Regions from separate parts of the Salmo salar genome. Here region 1 is linked to region 2. Evidence: chromatin contacts called from public Hi-C data. All regions are on one chromosome and are shown on one strand. Each heading gives the region's core, a stretch centred on a gene start, on an enhancer-like site or on the middle of the called end of the contact. The rest is flanking DNA. Distances are from core to core; before and after follow the strand shown.

Region 1 (3,683 bases), core at 596-3,095, 180 kb before region 2:
GAGGGAGACAGTGGCGTCCCGTCGCTGCCATCAGCTTCTTAGCAGCCTGGAAGAAAACACAGACTATACATCAGCATGATAAATCAACATTTATTCAACGTTTATTCAACATTAAATCAACATCGTTTTTTTGTTTGGTCTACTACACAATATAAGGGTAGCGACCTCTGTCAGCTTTTCCAAGTTTCTGCTGGCAATCACTGTGTCACAGCCGTGCCTGAAAGAGACAAAAGGTGAGAGGTTAGGGGTGAGGGGCATGATGTTCCGTGTGTGATGACATGCGGCATAAGGTTTTAGTTGTCTCTAATGGTGGTTTGCGGATGACACAAGGAAGCTATAGGTAGAACACAGTGGCATAAGGTGAGCCGTCCCAGGTGTAGGCAGGGTACAAGGCCATGGGAATGTGATAGATGAGGGGTGAGGGGTGCAGGGACATGTCAAGTGAAAGGTGCAAGTTTAAGGCTGAGATCATGTGGTGTACTGAGAAGCCAAAGGTGACAGAGGCATCATTCAAGGTCTTAGGTGAAGAGTAATATGCTCTATAGGTAAGAGAAGATAGGCAGACACAGGCAGTGATAACCCAACCAGAGGGTTAAAGTACAGTCTCAGGGAGCATGGAGTAGTACGTCAAGAGACTCCAGGTACAGTACCTCATGAGCACTTCAGCTATGCGCAGTCCAATTCCAGTTCCCCCTCCAGTTATGAACGCCACTTGGTCTCTGTGAAAAGATATTGTTAAAAAATGATGTTAAGTACCAGTATTATACAAAGCGCCCTATGTCTGTCATCTTTTCCTATTACATCACTTATGGTGATAACATGTCCCTATAAAATCTACTGGCCATTGCTTTTGTTCCAAATGAGAATGCACAGCTCAAGTACAGTTGGTACGTTAAGGTTGTATTTCCACTTACTTAAGTAAATCTGGACTGTAAATGTGAGTGTATGAAGTCATGCAGTCATCTGTGTCTACATCCTCGGGCAACTCTCCCACCCTCTGTGGCTCTGCCATACTGATGTTCCAAAGGTGCCTGGCTGTAACAAAAATATTCATTTATTACACTTCTAAGGCACACTTTGTGCAATGTAGCAATCGCTGGGATATAGACTGCATTGCAGACTGCATTGCAGACTGAAGATGCATGGAAGAATTTAAAGTTGACAAAGGTCAAAGATTTTTTTATAACCCAAAGATAGACCACAGCCAATCGTTTCCAATGGGAGCAAATGAATCATAGTAGGCAGAACAAGCACGAGCTAACGAGATCCTACTGGCGCGTTCTAGCATGTATTTGCATATTTCGGTTAGAGAACGCTTAGTCTGAATCTCAATTCGCCCTTGCACTACAAAACAACGGAATTTGTTTTGAAACTTTGGCAAAAAGTAGTATGTTCGTAACATATTTTAGTTTTGGGAACAGAACACTGTATTGAGATCAAACGTTTCATCGATGAGAAAATTTGCAGAATGTCGTCCAAAATCCATCTCGCTCCGTCTTCTCCCACTGCCGGCCACTGGGCTTCCTCTCATCACCATATTTGGTGTTGATTGGAAACTCCAACCGGATGCTTCAGATTTCTACATCCGGTAAAACATCTGGCTTATTGTTCTATCTATGGTAAAGTTGCACTCACCGAAAGTGTTGTTGTGTTTTTTTCTGTTGTAAGCGTTTGCTCTGTAATGACACCGACGCACAAATGTCTCTCGACGACCAAATGCACTCTGTTGCAGATTAACTTCACAAATTGCGACTGAAGACGTTTACAAATTCACTAAATTGTCAAACAGCAAATTTGCTCTCTGGTCATGAAAATACTGTACCTTGAACCTATTTTTTGTGAAACGACAAGTGCATTTTGGGATATGTAGTTCAAGAGGGGTCTGTTCAAGAGCGCAAACGTCATACTCATGCTGTCATTCTGTACAGGAGTTTCCCATCCATGCAGAGGATAGAAAATGTGTTCTTTGCTTATTCATAAAAATGCTGGGATAGAATATCTAGTGTTGTTTTTTTCTGTTGAGATGCTTAAACTATACTGAAACAATTTATATATATATATATATATATATATATATATATATATATATATATATATGCAATATGCAATAATTTAATAATTTTTACTGAGTTACATTTCATATAAGGAAATCAGCCAATTGAAATGAATTCATTAGGTTCTAATTTATCGGTTTCCCATGACTGGGCAGGGATGCAGCCATGGGTGGGCCTGGGAGGGCAGTCTGAAGTGCTGGTGTGCAATAGTCTGTGAAGTGCCCTTGCACTACTAAACATCACCATTTAAAAAAAAAACTTCAGCAACAATTAAAGTCTACTAAACTTAGTCCACTATGTTCGTAACACATTTACCAAGACTGGACAGGGGCGCAGCCATGGGTGTTAGTTTTTTTCCACAAAAGGGCTTTATTACAGACAGAAATACTCCTCAGTTTAATTTCGGTGACTGGTCTCAGACAATCCCGCAGGTGAAGAAGCCAGATGTGGAGGTCCTGGGCTGGCGTGGTTACACTTGATCTGCGGTTGTGAGGCCGTTTAGACGTACTGCCAAATTCTCTAAAACGATGTTAGAAGCGGTTTATGGTAGAGAAATGAACATTAAATTCTCTGGCAACAGCTCTGGGGGACATTCCTGCAGTTAGCATGTCAATTGCACACTCCCTCAAAACTTGAGACATCTGTGGCATTGTGTTGTGTGACAAAACTGCACATTTTAGAGTGGCCTTTTATAGTCCCCAGCACAAGGTGCACCTGTAATGACTACACTGTTTAATCAGCTTCTTGATATGCCACACCTGTCAGGTGGATGGATTATCTTGGCAAAGAAATGCTCACTAACAGGGATGTAAACAAATTTGTACCCAAAATCTGTGAGAAATAAGCTTTTCGTGCGTAGGGAAAATTTCTGGGATCTTTTATTTCAGCTCATGAAACATAGGACAAACACGTTACGTTTACATTTTTGTTCAGTATACAAATGCCTCAAGGCTCACTCAGACATTATAGACATGTTTCTAAATTCTACCTCAAGGCAAGAATGAATAAATCACTGCAGAACCTTCAGATAAGATACAGAAACAAAAAGGTAATTGTTCTCATTGTCAAAAGTGTTTCAGTAACACCATATTCTAGGTGGCCATTAAAGAATATAAAGCATTTATTAAATGTATCTGTGCATGTTTAGGGAGAGCAATAACAGTGTCTCTTTTATGGCCCTTAATAACCATATGTAAAAGTCTTTCTGGTATTCCACTTCACAAAACATTACCTGCTTTTCCAAATCAGAGGGATGAGGAAAACCCTTGATCTCCTATTATCCTCAGCTTTTTAGCATGGCACCAGGGAGTGTCATTGCTGGTAAACTGACACCAGATTTGGCTGGTGAATGGTATTAGTTTCCAGGGATCGATGCTCATCAGAGTACATTCGGATGGTGGATGGCTTTCTCTCAATCTGAATTTAGGGATTTTATTGACAGGAAGAGCCCTGTGAAATGGATCCCTCAGATAGTTCAGGGCTAATATATCCAAAGCACTTAGGCTGTATGTATGCCAACAGTATCCATTAATGCATGCCAGCCTGGACAGATTTATCAACAGTTTTCTGACTCCAGATAGTGAGATGATGTGTTGTTATAAAGCAACAATGCAGCTACAGGAAAACATC
Region 2 (3,838 bases), core at 1,144-3,643:
GTGAATTTAACATGTTGTACATATCTTTACACATCTTGGTATTATGGGAGGACAACAAACTGCTGTTTGTGTTACAGATGTGTTCATTTGAGAAAAGGGCTATACCACAGTCCAATCCAAGATCATTAACCAAGACCCAGGATTAAGAGACCCAGCCTGGTAGGAAACAGCAAGTACTTAACAGTTGATATACCCTTTGTAAATGGACATCTTGCAACCAAATATCCTAGCTCATATTGGAGAAAGGGTACCTTTAAAAAATTGGAAATGTGAATGAATTATTTTGGGGTTTGATGTGTACTAAAGGGAGAGATCATTTAAAACCCCAAAGAAGACACAATTTGACCACAGGTTCCTCATTTCTCTGGTCACTGGATCATATTTCAAGAGCATCTGAAACCAAACAACTTCTCTTAAAAAATGGCCTATGTGGGATCGATATTAGTCAATCGTTTATTCTAGTGTCAAAATGTACTTCAAAGTGTAAATATGATCATGTTGGTCATAAGTCAGTCTCATCCAAAATTGAGATTTGCAAGATAATTAGGGAAAAAATATATATTTTGCTGAATGAAGGGTAATGTAACAGTTTTGGTTTTATCTCAAAACCTGCCAAAAAAACTCAAACCTAGCAAAAACTTAAAACTGACCCTGACCTTCACCAAACCCTTAACCTAACTTTAGTCCCCCCAAAATGATTCTGAAATGAAATATCGGTTTGGGTGTGAGGCATGCCCTCATAGCCTTTCCCCATTTCCTAATGAGGAGTTGAAACCAAGGCTAAATCAGGAAGTTCAGTTCCCTTTAAAGGGTGACTGCATTTCCTGATTTGGCTTTGTTTGAGATTTGGTTTATTAAGAAATGCTAGCAGCCATAGCGCCCCACAGCAGAGGTGTCATAATACCCATAAAACAAGGTGGTCAAACAGCAAAATGGTTCCAATCATTTTTTCACCATTCATTTTTAAATTAGCATTTCAAAAACCGCTCTGTGCTCACAGGGAAAAAACTGGCTCCAAATTCCCTCTATTTGTGTTACTACCTGGACCTACCATTTGGTTTTGAAGTATTGAAACCAAACCATATGATTTGAATGAAAAGTATTTTAATAAACATGAAAAGGTGAATGTAAGTATTGCTCATCATTTCAAATAGGCTACATGTCATATTAAACAGCATATAAACACCGGAAAGCAGGAAAGCAGGACAGCAGCGGAAAATATCCTCTCTACACTTGCAGAACCACTGGGGACCCTAAACACCCTTTTAGCCACTCTTGCCAGGGTTTTATGAAAAATGACCCAATCAATAAATTACACAATGAAAATGGGACAATATTTTCATGTTGCACATCTTTTAGTTGTCTCAATGTATAGTTGGTTCGAGGTTTTGAAATCATTGAAATTTGGAGCTATTGACCTTTTAAAAAGTATCCCATGTATATTGTGTAATTTACTGATGGTCCCTAACTAGCCCATAGGGATATCATATGTCACACCAAATTTACCATGGGTATTATGATCAGAATGGTCATTTGCATCTGTGCTCAGAATATAAGATTACTTGGGTGCTGCCAGCTGTGGGCATGAGGGAAGAATTCTATAAACCCAACCCACGGAAAAACGTACAATACCCTTCATTCTGTGACACCTTGTTTTCGTATTATTTTGCAAATCTCCGTTTTGGATGAGACCGACTTTATGACCAAAATTATCATATTTACACTGTAGTCAATTTTGACAGTAGAATACATGTTTCTTACTCATAGCAATGCCACATATTACATTTTCAAAACGAGAAGTTGCTTTTAGGTGCATTCGCTCTTGAAGTCAGCCGTTTTCAAAACCTCAATAGGAAAAATTATTCAGCGCAGATATACGACTAGACTTCCGTTGTTTAGACAATATTATATACCTGTTGTATTCAGTGCATGTGACAAATACAACTGATTTGATTTGAATAAAATAAAGTAACTTCTAATGTCCAAACTACAATGTAAAATGGCACATGTGGAAAGTCACTGGTAGACTTGGCCCTACATTTAGAGACACTTGTGAATCTTAAAAATGTGATTCATATTTTTCTTCATGCTCGTTAACCAAGAACATATTAGATGAGGTTGCTGGTGCTCGGGTGGCCAATGTGTTGCGCAGTCCTTGTGGATTCTCAGGGGCCTACAGGCCATATAAATCAAAGTGTAGGTCAACATTCCCCTAAAATATTTAAAAAGTCCTTTAATAAAAATGTAAACACGCCAAATCTAATAAAATCACTTTTCTAAACATAAGGCCAAAATATCATTTTTGTTGTTGTAAAACACAGGCAGACCATAGAGCTGAATTTGAATGGTCTGGAATGTTACGCAGCACGAGAAGGATACCCAAGGATCATCCCCCCTCCCAACGCCCACGCACGCGAGAGGGGGGAGAAAGTGCTTTGTCAATGTGGACAGACGACGCTGGGAGCGGCAGAGATTGAAACAAAGTTTACGAATATCTCTCTCGGAATAAACAAAAAAAAACTGATCTGTTGGATTGTAAACATTGTTTCAATACTCCCTTCGTCGTGGACGGGGACACTGAAATACAGTAAGTCACGTCGCTACTTTGTAACCCTAACCCTGTGTGGCACTGCTGAACTCGAATGACAACCGTTGCGTCGCTGAGATAGCAATAGCCGTGACTTGAATATCGTCTTCTATGCAACAAGTTGTGGTCTTGAATGGGGTTTTAACTGAAGATATTCAGTTCCAATATTTACACGCTATAGCTACATAGCACGTATAGTAGCCTAGTTAAGCATTAAAAAATAATAATAATTGCAGGCAACTTTCTTCGTTTTCTATGCGCTATGGTGCTCGAGCCAATATTCACAGTCGTTGTGATTCCCTGGTCTACCGTTTGGTAAGAAAAGATCGAAAATTGACTTACGCACATTTTTATTTTAACGTTGTCTACCGAAGATTACAGCTACGATTTGGTTAATTCAAGGTCCAGGAAGCTATAAAACATAATCCTAGTACTAGTGAGAAAAAATAAAATACAAATCACAGTTGACCAATTTTTGCATTAATCCGCAGCCACGGCCTAAATTATTTTGGATGAAATAAATGTATCCTAGTCTACATGTGCTTTCCAAGAAATGCAGGATTTGCCCACACTGTAACTCATAAGAGACATACATTACCGATCATTTTCCTGTTTTTGGAGAATCAATAATCAGATACTACTAGCCTAGATTGCAACATGCACTCTCTATTTTTGTAAAAACCGATAAACAGTAATGTAGTTTTGAGTTTGCCCCTTGTCTGGGTGGTGAAGACCGTTATGATAGCCTCACCACAACATCATTTCACCTTCTGTGATTTCTAGTCAATAATTGTTGTTTTTGTGCCTCAAAAGTTTCTTCTTAATTTTTTTCATCTTTCAGACTTTCAACCCTTAATGCATTTTAGCGCTGACATTTTTGGGGAAGTAGTTAACCATGATGGTAAGACTGGCCCTTCACCTGGTTGCAACATACGCTGTCTGCCTGTCTGTGTGTCTGGTTGCGTCAGTCTGGGGAGATCCCTGCCTCATCATCAGTGAAGTCAACGCAGACAACCCCAAACTGGACACCACTGAGTTTGTTGAGCTCTACCACACCAGCGGCCAGAGGGCCTCACTGGAAGGCTACACCCTGGTGTTCTACAATGGAAATGGCAACATAGCCTACAAAGTACTGGACCTGAAGGGCCACACCACAGATGACCGGGGCTTCTTCCTGGTTGGCTCGGTGGACATGCAGCCAAAACCGGCCATCCCCCTCCCACCCAACACCGTCCAGAATGGCCCAGACGC

Evidence for each region. Hi-C and Micro-C count contacts between places; a contact is called where the count stands out from the background.
Region 1: a Hi-C map of muscle shows a contact between it and region 2, with 5 times the contacts expected there. The contact joins the promoter of decr2 here to the promoter of si:ch211-183d21.1 in region 2. A contact is called at or near these places in 2 of 3 Hi-C or Micro-C datasets (gill and muscle).

Annotation. Positions count from the first base shown.
Region 1 is chrssa19:57,586,215-57,589,897 of Ssal_v3.1, reverse strand. It overlaps decr2 (2,4-dienoyl CoA reductase 2, peroxisomal), which reads right to left and starts at 1,845. Exons shown (of 8, transcript NM_001140899.1): 1 at 1,636-1,845; 2 at 915-1,035; 3 at 651-719; 4 at 166-217; 5 at 1-46. The coding sequence starts at 1,012. LOC106579211 (retinol dehydrogenase 13) reads right to left here. Exons shown (of 7, transcript XM_014158897.2): 7 at 2,911-3,683.
Region 2 is chrssa19:57,403,086-57,406,923 of Ssal_v3.1, reverse strand. It overlaps si:ch211-183d21.1, which reads left to right and starts at 2,393. Exons shown (of 12, transcript XM_014158899.2): 1 at 2,393-2,587; 2 at 3,429-3,838. The coding sequence starts at 3,483.